2 separate regions of the Mus musculus genome follow, and region 1 is linked to region 2. The links are chromatin contacts, called in public Hi-C maps. All regions are on one chromosome and are shown on one strand. Each heading gives the region's core, a stretch centred on a gene start, on an enhancer-like site or on the middle of the called end of the contact. The rest is flanking DNA. Distances are from core to core; before and after follow the strand shown.

Region 1 (5,934 bases), core at 2,287-4,786, 630 kb after region 2:
TACCCCCCACTCTGGAAACCAGTTTTTCTTTTTCCAGAACTTGCTCTGTCCTGGGCTGGCCTTGAACTCAGAAACTGGCTTTGTCTCCAGGGATTAGAGGTATGTGCCACCATGCTTAGGCCTAAATTTTTGTGTCCATAATTCCTCAAGATTAGGATCAAAAGCCTGTGTCTTCCAGCCCTAAGGTCTGGATCACAAGAGTGCCTTCCATTTCTAGATTGTAGTTCACTGCAGATTAAAAGTCCAATCTATTCCTTATTCAACTGTAAGCACAACAATACACTTAGTTGCGAGAGCTCTTGCCCTGAGATCATCTCTAAATCTCTTTATCTCCGTCTGTAATATCTTTCTGACTAAGCTGACTCATTACGCAGCTGCCTCTGTTCTTTCAGGTCCATGAAGCCCTTGAACTCATGTTTTCAGAGTTCCTTCCCATACCCTTAAGGGCTGTCCTGAAGGTCACAGCATTATCATTTTGCTGAGGAACACCAGACAAGTTTTCACTTTCATGTAGTTTCGGATTATCATGGAGTCATTAGCCTTGGCAGGCAAAACATAATATATATACATATATATATTATTGTAAGACTAAGCCTTAGACCTACAGCAACCATCAGCATTCAAGAAGACCTATGTCCTGCTGTCTGTATCCCAGGGGAAGGACCAATGTGACTCATCCCTTCTGTGGGCTTGCTGGGCCTGGCAGCTACAAACCAGGGTGGTGGTGTTCATTGTGGTAGTGGTGATGATGGTGGTGGTGGTGCTGCTGCTCCTCTTCCTCCTCCTCCTCTCCTCAACCTCCTCTTCTTCCTGTTGCTTGAAGCAAGAGAGGCCCCGGAAATAGTACTTCTTAAATCAATACTCTCATGTATCTTTTTATATTCAGGATTCCAATGTCAATGTCCAGATTCCACAGACGTGTATTCAGCAGTTGTACCAGCACATACGTGTGCACATACATCGATTTCTCTCTCACACACACACATTTGCTTTATTGGTGTATAATCATTGCTTAAGTGTTTCCTTTCGTAAAGCCTTTTTGTTTCCAAGTATGATGTACGTTTTGCTATATTCTTTCTCCCACACTCTTCCTTTTTTCTGTCACCCCATTTTTCCCTTCATTAGTACCCTTCCTTCTGATAGTCTTCCTTTCTGCTCTCATGTTATGGACATATAAACATTGTTTTATGCAATTATAAATGGATTTAAGATCCACACCTTTCAGAACACATTTTTTTTCCTAAATCTCTTACCTATCATATTTCGGCCTACCATCTATCTATCATCCAATTATCTATTGTCTATCAATGTAAATCACATTTGTTTAGCCTCTTATGTGTTGATGAATATGTATGTTGATGTCATTGAGTCTTGGTTACAGTGAATAGTGTGGTAAAATCATGGACAGACAGGCTTTGGTGTGGCCATGAGACCACATTAGTCTTAAGCATTTATTCTTGAAAGAGGGTAATATTCTAGTTCTAATTTTAGCTTTTATGGAAGCACAAGACGCATCTCCATACTTGCAGAACTAATGGACGCCTCAACCAGCACTGCCTCTAGACTCCCTTTTGCGACATCCTTGCCAGGATTTAGCATTAGCTGAAATTTCTTAAGCAATCAAGCAGGCGACAAATTCTGAAGAGCTTTTAGGAGGTAGCAGAAAGCCTCTTCTGATTGGACACTTAGGAGTAGCTCTTAGCCTCTTTCTCCTTGCTGGTATTCCATGCTTTCCAGTCTGCTGACAGCATACATTTTCTGAGGTCATCTTCTGTCACAGTAACATGTGACTCTCTGACTCTGGATTAGTTCTAAATTACATCTTCTAGTTTATCCCTTTTTTTGTATACTGCTAGGATTTCCAACTCCGTTACTCTCCTTCTGTTCCTTTCATGGGAGGAAGTCACACTCACTTTTGCTGGTGTGCAGTATCTGGGAACTATCCATACATCTGGGATTAGGCTGAGAGCACTTGGAGAAGCCCAAAGAAAGTAGCCTTATGAGGTGTGAACTGGGTTGGGAAGGATGCTTGGAATCAAGAAGATTAGAGTAAGAAGCGCAGAATTCCCATTACACAAGAAAGAGATGGGGTTGTGAGGAGTTACCTAAGTAGAAACACAAAAATGCCCTTGAGAAATCTAACCCAGCTATGAGGAATATATTTTAATTATAGAAATATGAAGAACATAGGTTGGGGACATAGTTCACTGGTAGAACACTTGCCTAGTACAGTAAGGCACTGGATTAGAGCCTCAGCATTACATAATAAAACCACTGATTTGAAAACCATGAAGACCTTGACAGCTAGGGCAAAGTATTTATGTTCAGGTGGCCTGGAAGATTTATACCAAAAATATGTGAATAGAATGATACAATTTTGCTTTAAATTTCATTCTGACTGTGATGTAAAACAGTTGAGTAGGGAAAAGCAGACTGGGCAGACCAAGCAAAATAAGAAACAGGAAATGCATATTATCGTGTCCTGAGCTTCATTAATCCAAGTGGAAGAGAAAGAGGAAGTGAGCAGATTGTGGGAAATTGGCCATTTTTTTTTTCATGAGAAAATTCTTTCTTTAGAAGACCAGAGAAAATTAGCCACCTGGATTGTCTTTAAAGGTATTTGTCATCGTTTAGAAAGACATTAAGATTGCAATTGTGCTGATTTTAGCTTTGATTGCCAAGCATTAACGTAGAGAAAATGGGGTTTAAAAACTTAAGTGGGTCTTGGGATACTTTAGATCTGTCACTATAGATAAAGGGACTAAGTCTTAAAGGAAATTTGTTTAGACTACAGGATTGGAGCTTAGCTGGGTGGAATCAAAGATGTGTGACACTGTGGCAGTCTTTTGACCGCCATGCACTGTTGCCTTGAATCTACCTGATCTGGATTGGGGGTATAGCCACTCAAAACTGTGGTTCATCGGCTGTGTAGGCTTTGAGGTGGAAATGAATATAGATGGAAAGCAGTCAGCTCAGGCAAAACGATGCCAGCAGTAAGTATGGCCTTGTTTCACACCCTACATTACAATCTCTGGTGTCTCTGCTGTTTATATTTGTATCACATATGAAAAAGGATTTGATGGGCTGCTCTGAAGCTTTAGTGAAATGGCGGGGAGACTTCGCTTTAGCTCATGCAGCAGCGGAAACACCTCATACATCGCAAGGACCTAAAATGTGCAAAGGAATCCGTGCCAGGTGTATAGACTCCCAGCGCCGTGACACACCGGAATGCAATCGTCATAGAGAGTCTACAGCCTCTTTCAGGCACTCGGCAAAGAGCTGATGTGACTTTGGTTTCGGTGAGCAATTTGCTATGTGAACAGCTGAAGCAAGCTGTGTCAACAAGACGGGCTTTGAAGTATGACATGCTGCTGTGTTTATGAAAGCAAAAGAAGGGAGTGCATGATTACGGCCTAGAGCATGTGGTTAGGAAGGGAGTAACGGTAGCGAACTAAAACGTGGCTGTTGATCAAAAACATCTGCTCCCTTCCCTGTCCCCTTGGCTGATTCTCCTGGGAAACAGGCCCCGGATGCTATCACTTTGTGCCAGGTCAGTTCCCTTTGTAGACTTCTGGGGCAATATTTGAATCTGTTGAGCAATCATTAAGGGAGAAAAAAAAAAAAGTGCTGATCACATGTTTGGTGGGGGAAAGTGGCGATGTGATAAGGGATTGTGAAAGCTGACTGCATTCGCAGCCTTAAAATATCGTCTGTGCTTTCGCTCCTAATTTTCACACTTCGCAGCTGCTAATGGATCTCAGCGGAATGAGAGTAAGACTGCTGACAGAAAGATGGGTCTTTTTGTTAACTCTGTCATGTTTCTTCTTTCCATATTGTTATAGAGAAAGGATTTGTTTGCCTCTAATTTCCCTAGTCAGTGAGGTTGGTTTTCTTTCTTACAACTTAGGGCTTTCTCTTCCTTTTAAAGAAAGGGGAAAAGAAGCCCTCCCCAGCATCCAAAACGATGCCCTCCTTGTGTTTTAGAAACAAAACACAATGGGCAGTTTTATGAGGTGCCTTGGTACCCAGACCGACCAACCCTGCCCTGTTGTCTCTCAGGTCTAGGATGCATCCAAACACAATGAACATCTTTCAAGCAAGCTTCTTCAGATTCGTAACTAGGGCCTAACACTTCAAGCTGATTTAGTGATATTTGGAGAAAAAACAGTGAAAGGAAAAAAAGAAACAAGAAATACTGATTTTAAAACCCTCCGAGGCTACTGTATTCAGACACCAAACTTGCGAGCTACTCAACCAAATATAACCAAGAGAAACATCAATTTCCAGTCAGCAGGGTGGAGTTAAATACCATTCTGATGTATTGCTGCAGTCTGATTCAAGGGCATTCTCTTTAAAAATTGCATGAAAAAAAAAATATTTCTAGTCTTCATGGCTTGATGTCATAGGCTTTCCTCAATGGTGTTTCTAATTAGTGTTAAATAAGTACTGCAAATTGTGCCACCTGAAACAAAACACGCTTCTGATTCCAGCACCCAAGAGGCTGAGACAGGAGGCTTTTTTTAGTTCAATAAAACCAAAACAAAACAAAACCTATTTCTTTGACCGATGTGCTTATAGATTAATTGATCATTTACAAAGCTTTTTTTATTCCTTTTTTTGTACTGTAAAATTTTCAGATATTTTTTCACCAGAAAAAAAAAAGAATATATCTGATTTTCACTGAGTATATCTAGAGAATCTTAACATTTTGAGGCTTAATTCAATTTTGTTACTTTTATAACGCATGTATTATAACATATAATACGTAACATTCTCTATGAGGTAAACATTGCAATATTTGCCTTTAAAAGGATGTGTTTCTAAAGAACTCACAATTTATTTACAACAGTCAACCAACAACAGCAGATTTTTCAGATGTTTCGGTTTTAATCTACTGATGCCTGTCATTATGATATGCAATTTCTCTCGTGCACTTTGACAGTTTCTCAGTATCAGGCATCTGATGTTATGGTTTCATTACCATATAACAGCAATAACATCAATAATAATTCTTGAATTATGATGAACTTCAAATGTTCCTGTGGCATTTAATGGAGGGATGAAAAAAATCATAAAATTTAATACTAACAAAAACAATGGCCTAACAAACACAATTATTTAAAGAAAAATCCAAAGTCCGTAGAGAATTTATATAAAAATGCCTGCCATCATATTAAATCAACTGAAAGTCTTCTCGTTCAAAACAATCATTTCACAAGTGTTTAGAATTTTCCAGGTATAATGGAAGGATTATAGGGCTTTGCAATCAAACATATCTGGTTTTGATTAGCAATATGACCTTGGAGATTTAACCTCTCTGAACTTCAGTTCTCATTTATTAAATGGATTTAATAACAACGACTGCCAAGTGTGTTTGGGAGGATTAAATGTATTTAAGATAGCATCTGGCACCCAGGCAACACTCTGAATATATAATATTTCAGGCGCTAAAAATTATGCAGTTAGAGTATAAGACTACTGCCCATCTGTCAATAAATATTTTTATTTAATAATGTACCTGGCAGCAGAAATTTGACAATTTAGTTGAGAAAATGAGTGCAATAGCATCACCACACCCTGGGCAAATCCTACAGATGGGGAACAATACATGGAGCTAGGAAAAGAGAAGCTGAGAACAGTGTAGGAATGGTTCCTTGATAGACTGAGACTTGCCTTTGCCTATAAGGCAGTATTTGTAGATGCAGGCAAAGGGGGAGAGTAAGCAAAAGGAAGAAGTCTACCCTATTAAAGAAGCAATTGCTTCATGGCTTTGGGCAGTAAAATCTGTATAACAAAGGTGCCATGTGCGTTAAGGGAAAAAACAAATACAAAAAAACAGAAGAAGAGGAAGGGTTGAGAACTAAATTTAAATTTAGACCAATTTATGTAGAGTTTTAGAAACTTGCTTGTAGCCAACCTTCTAACTGAGCACAG
Region 2 (6,361 bases), core at 1,397-3,896:
TTTTTTTTTGGTGGTGGTGGTAGTGCCGGCGGTTTATTTGTTCACTCAGTTACTTGGTTATATGTTGTTCTAATGAGACCAGATCGGTGCGTATGTCTCAGGCTGGCCTTGAGCTTGTGATAATTCCCCAACCTTGACCTCGCTAGTACAGGAGTTATAGATGGAGGCTGCCACACCCAACTCCAGCTAGCCTATCCTATGTCTTGCCTACGTAATCTTTTCCACGTTCCTGTGAAATAAAAGTGAGTGAGGTTTTCTCTGCCATGTTCTTACATCCCGGTCCTCTGCCAATCCCGAACTTCTTGCTTTGAAAGCTTTCTCCCTTTAACCCTCTCTTCTCATTCTGAGGTGTCCTGCCTGCTAGGTCATGGCCTACCCCAGCCCCACCCCAGCCCCACCCTCTGCCCTGCTGTTTAATGTGATGGTTTAACTCCCCACTTCCGGGTTCCCATTCACACCGTGGCCCCCTGCATCCGGGCTTGTACTAGGTTGCTGCATTCGCCTGCCTCTGGAGCTTCATGCCCCTCTTCCTGCTGGGATAGCATATTATGGGCTGTGCTGAGAATAAAATAAACAATGTATATTAAGTGTCTGGGACAGGCCGTTTTCAGCAAATGGTCTGCTCACCCTATTAATTGAATCATCCACTAGGAATATTCTGAGACCTGTCAAATTTATTTAGCCATCATCTCTTCCTGAGTGTTACAATATCTTCCTGTGTTTCTTGAGCTCCATGGCTATTTTATGTAGAATTATCAACTGTATTATTTCAGCCAGTGTATGAAAAAATGTAATATATAAGGACATATGCAACATTAAAACAAACTCGTCTGTCCTTTTTATGTCAATTATCCTCTGATTTATCTTCTATTGTTTTCCTATTGCCCCTTAATTTTAACAACCGGTTTCCTTTAATCTAACTCCAAAGTGGCTCTTGACATTGTTTTTGTGGCTTCCATTTCTACACCTGCCTGTACAAGTCTCCAGCCCAATTCCAAACAAAAGCAAGAGGAACAAACCAAAAATTTAAAAATCCCCTGGCACCCTTAAAAAGTGCTCTCTCATCTGTCTCTTTCGTCCCCCTCCATCCTCCTCCCCCCTCCTTATCTTTCTAGATGTTTCTCCCATTGAGTCAGTCATTCCAGCCTAGCACAGCGTTTGAGGCCCTTAGGTCTCCTCCTTTTGCCTACCTTTTCCTTGTTCCCTGAGCACACCCTCTGTTCTACTCTCATCTGTTTGAAATTCCCTGGATTTACCTTTGGGTCACAGCACAGGTCCTGATAGTTTACAACACGGAAGACATTGTTTCTTACTCTTATAGCTCTGGCTACTCCATTGCCAAACTGTCCTCTGCTGCCTGGGGGGATACCAAGCAACTTTTTTGTCCTTTAATTATGTTTTCCCTTACTTGTTTGAGATTATAATTACATCATTTCTCCTCCCCTTCTTCCGTTGGAATCCTCCCATATACCTCTCCTTGCTCTCTGGCAAATTCATGCCCTCTTTTCCTATTAATTGTTGTTACAAAAATACATATTCCTGAATACATACATAAACCCTGCTTAATCTATAGAATGTTACTTGTATGTATGTTTTCAGGGTTGACCATTTGGAACTGGATAAATGGTCGCATTGCTCTCCTCCGAGGAAGACTGTCTCCCCTGTTCTCAGCATGCCTTGGCACCCTGTGTTTCTTCTCGTAGGCTTGAGGCCTCTTCCGCTTTCCAGATTCATGCTAGAATGTGTGTTGGTGTCCTCCTCCTTCAGCTGCAGTCATGTTGGTGCAGCATGGATGTAGCTTCTGGCATTCCTAGGAAACAGAGTCTCACAACAGACTGTCTGCTCTTCTGGCTCCTGCATTCTTTCTGCCTGTTCTGAGAGCTTTAGATGAGGGAGGGAGCAGCAGTCTGTTCACACCTCAGCTCTCCCACTGATCCTGTGGCCACTTGCTTTGGCATCTGTATCTGTCCCTCTATTTGAATCAAACACTCCCTGAGAACTCCCGGGCCTCACAACTCAATGACTTGTGAGCTATTATGCTCGGTCCATGAAGGGATATGGACGTGACTTCCTAGACATGCACAGAGTCAAAGAAAACAGACTGTAAAAAAAAAGTTAAGACCTCTTATTGCTTTTTTTGGAACAAACATGTGTTTTATGTTTATTATAGAATGTTTTCAAAAATCAAGATCCACTTTCTGGCAATGTAGAAAATATAAAAGTGCCAATAATCTATGTACTCAGATAATCATGGTCAGAGGTTCTGTCGGGAGGGGGTGTTTTGAGGAAGGAAAGGGAAGAAAAAATGGTGTTATTATTTTATAATCTCAAAAATAAAAGATAGGTACACAGAGAAGAACCCCATAAGCCATTATCTCTGCACATCTTCCCGTTGCTTCAAAAGCTCCATCTTTTAGTGTTAGTGTACAAGCTGCTGCATCCACTGCAGGGGGATTTCTACCCTGGTCATCTTTAACACAGATACTTGTGCTAAATACCGTACGGATTTACTTAGCCTGTCCCCTAGTGTTGGTGTTTGCGTGGTGTCTGCCTTTTCAGGGAGTGAACGAACAATGCTGGAGTCTCATCTGGAGTTAAATCTTGAGTGCAGCCTCTTCTCCTCCCCCTGCCTGTTCAGATCTGCGTCTGTCAAACAGATGTGTTCTGTTTCCCATCACCACGCCCCTCCATTGTTGTAGCACTCATAGGGGGTGGTTATTTCTCTGCAGTTCTCATTTTATATCCAAGTAGACCCATCCAAGTGCTTGCTTTCCTCAAAGTTTTTACTACCTCAATATCGCTCTGGCATGTTATACACAAGTCATACACAAGACACCAGTTTTAATGTACTTTCTTTAACCAGCAATTCTCCCTTGACTATGTTGGAGTCATGTTCCACTAAATGCTCCCTTGCTGTAATTGCTTCTTGATCAGCTGCTACTGACTCTGCCAAGGCATGTTAATGAAGTTCAGACTGCTTAAAGACCTTTGGTGGCTTCCCTTCTTCCTAGAAATAGAAGCAAAATTCCCCAGGAGATGCAGTCAGAACATCCTGTGACCTGTCCTTCAGTAACTTCATCCTTCAACCCATTGTCAGTGCCTTTGCTGTCATCAAGAAGTTTCTTTCACTTCAGGCATGATCTCTGTTCTTGCTCACGCCAAGATCTTTGCAGGTTGTAAACCATCCTCCTAGAACCCCGAGTCCCCCTTTTTTGACCTAATACCCATGTGTCCTTTAGATTCAAGAATGTCTGTCTGATCCTCTTTCCGTGCTATTTCAGTATGGATTTAGACACTCTTGAGTTCCATATGCCCTCTGTCCTGGGGCCTCTTTAGAGCATGTGATTGGCTGTGTCTTCCAAGCTTGTTTGAACTATAATGTCTATTTTATCCACCACAATTCATAATATAATGCTAAAGTTCATAATTATATTGCTATCTAAAAATACCCTTGTAAAATTTGGTCACCTGATGAAACTATTTTACAATGTTCACAAGTCAGGGATTCTAAAAACATTCGTGTGACTACTCCATCACAGTTCAGCTGTTGGGGCAGAAAGCTCTACTATCAAGTGACTTGGTTCTTAACTCACATCCATGATGGTCCAGGCCTTGGTGGCTCCTCTGTCTTCCACCTATTCTCTGCATCCCACACACTACACCCTTCTCCCACACACCAGGCTTCACATAGCATAGAGCCTCAGGAAATTGGTACTTTTTAGATGGTAACTGGCTTCAAGTCAGGGCAAGATAGTGTTCAGACCAAGCAAGAACCACATTCAGAACTGGGGCATATCTTAACCTCTGTGTGATGGTTTGTAGATGCTTGGTCCAGGGACTGGCACTATTAGGTGTGGCCTTGTTGGAGTAGATGTGTCACTGGGTGGGGCGTGGGGGGAGCTTAAGACCCTCATCCTAGCTGCCTGGAAGTCAGTCTTCTACTAGCAGCCTTCAGATGAAGATGTAGAACTCTCAGCTCTGCCTGTCCCGTGCCTGTCTAGATGCTGCCATGATCCCACCTTGATGATAATGGACTGAACCTCTGAACCTGTAAGCCAGCCCCAATTAAATGTTTTTTATAAGACTTGCCTTGGTCATGGTTTCTGTTCACAGCAGTAAAACCCTAACTAAAACACTCTGCAATATTGTATTGTTTAAAGAACTTGTATGACCTATCCAAAAGATTAAAGATTAAAATCCTTTTCATGATGAGAGAATAACCAACTTTCATTTTAGAACATCATTTGGAGTAGGGGGATTATTAAGACACATTGAAAAATACCGTCTAAAATAGATACATACTTAACTTATATTTGTTATCTATGATTTAAAAGCATTATGTCTAAAATGTAAAGTGTTCCTCCTAATTTTTTTACTGATAATGTTCTCATTGATTTAAATATCTAGCATATTTATCATAATAGGTATAGTAAATGTGAAAATATATATATTAATTGGCTTTATATCTATTGATTAGGGGCACAAATAAATACTATGAAATATATTTAAGAAGAGCTTTGAAGTCAATTATAACATCATGATATTTAGTAAGAATGTAAAGTCTCACATTGTTGGGCTGCGGAGATAGTTTACTTGGTAAAATTCTTATCTTGAAAACATGAGGACCTGACTTTTCTCTGCAGAATCTATGTAAACATAAGCTATGCAAGGTGGCTTCTTTTTGTTATCTTAGGCCTGTAGAGCAGTGGTTCTCAACCTGTGGGTCAAGACCACTTTGGAGTTCTGACTAACCCTTTCACAGGGGCCACCTAAGACCATCTTAAAATCCAGATATTTACATTATGATTCGTAACAGTAGCAAAATTACAGTTTTTCTTTTTTTTTTCATTTTTTTATTAGGTATTTTCTTCATTTACATTTCAAATGCTATTCCAAAAGTCCCCTATACCCTCCCCCCTGCCCTGCTCCCCTACCCACCCACTCCCACTTCTTGGCCCTGGTGTTTCCCCTGTACTGGGGCGTATAAAGTTTGCAAGACCAAGGGGCCTCTCTTCCCAATGATGGCCGACTAGGCCATCTTCTGCTACAAATGCAGCTAGAGACAGGAGCTCTGGGGGTACTGGTTAGTTCATATTGTTGTTCCACCTATAGGGTTGCAAACCCCTTCAACTCCTTGGGTACTTTCTCTAGCTCCTCCATTGGGGATCCTGTGTTCCATCCAATACATGACTGTGAGCATCCACTTCTGTATTTGCCAGACACTGGCATAGCCTCACATGAGACAGCTATATTAGGGTCCTTTCAGCAAAATCTTGCTGGCATGTGCAGTAATGTCTGCGTTTGGTGGCTGGTATGGAATGGATCCCCAGGTGGGGTAGTCTCTAGATGGTCCATCCTTTCGTCTTAGCTCCAAACTTTGTCTCTGTAACTCCTTCCAAGGGTATTTTGTTCCCTATTGTAAGGAGGAATGAAGTACCCATGCTTTGGTCTTCCTTCTTCTTGATTTTGTTGTGTTTTTCAAATTTTATCTTGGGTATTCTAAGTTTCTGGGCTAATATCCACTTATCAGTGAGTGCATATCAAGTGACTTCTTTTGGATTGCGTTACCTCACTCAGGATGATACCCTCCTGATACATCCATTTGCCCAAGAATTTCTTAACTACCCAGAAGATATTCCAACAGATAATAAGGACACATGCTCCACTATGTTCATAGCAGCTTTATTTATAATAGCCAGAAGCTGGAAAGAACCCAGATGTCCCTCAACAGAATAGTGGATACAGAAAATGTGGTACATTTACACAATGGAGTACTACTCAGCTATTAAAAACAATGAATTTATGAAATTCTTGGGCAAAATTACAGTTTCGAATCAGACACAAAAATAGTTTTATGGTTGGGGTTCATCATAACATGAGAAACTGTATTAAAAGGAAGGTCGAGAACCTGTAATTGTAGTCTGTAGAAGCAGACGAAAGCTGATTCCTGGCCAACCAGTATAGCCTTTTCAGATGAACTGCAGACTAGTAAGAGACTCTCAAAAATAGAGGTAGATGAAGCCGAAGGGACAATGCCCAAGATTGTCATCTGGCCTCCGTAAATATGTGCACATGCGCTCACGCAGACATGCACACATGCAGGATGGTGCGTACCTTTAATTATAAATAGTTTAATTTCTCCAGTGAATTACTAAGATATTCCATTTATACCTAAAACTAAGTAAAGTAGCTGATTCATATAGTGGGAAATCTCCATTTTTTTCAGCTACATTAAGAATAATGTGTTTAAACTTTGTTCACATCTGTTATTTCAAAACATTGGGTGATGTTGCCTTGCTAGAGTTAATATTTAGCAAAAATGTCCTGGATGGTGAAAATATTGCTCACATGTGGGCTAGGA

Evidence for each region. Hi-C and Micro-C count contacts between places; a contact is called where the count stands out from the background.
Region 1: a contact with region 2 is called in a Hi-C map of uterus, with 3 times the contacts expected there. The contact joins two enhancer-like sites. A contact is called at or near these places in 1 of 484 Hi-C or Micro-C datasets (uterus) and 1 of 115 datasets of contacts at active chromatin or transcription factors (embryonic stem cells).

Annotation. Positions count from the first base shown.
Region 1 is chr16:73,644,020-73,649,953 of GRCm38.p6, forward strand. No RefSeq gene overlaps it. Among named protein-coding and RNA genes, the nearest start is that of Gm41472, 170 kb to the left of the region's middle. Within about 2 kb of position 3,537, at least 54 of the 459 cell types and tissues checked have an H3K27ac peak or open chromatin away from gene starts, as enhancers often do. A contact at or near this core is called in uterus, where this site is marked.
Region 2 is chr16:73,014,320-73,020,680 of GRCm38.p6, forward strand. The region is part of intron 24 of Robo1 (roundabout guidance receptor 1); the gene reads left to right. Among named protein-coding and RNA genes, the nearest start is that of 4930500H12Rik, 55 kb to the right of the region's middle. Within about 2 kb of position 2,647, at least 13 of the 459 cell types and tissues checked have an H3K27ac peak or open chromatin away from gene starts, as enhancers often do. A contact at or near this core is called in uterus, where this site is marked.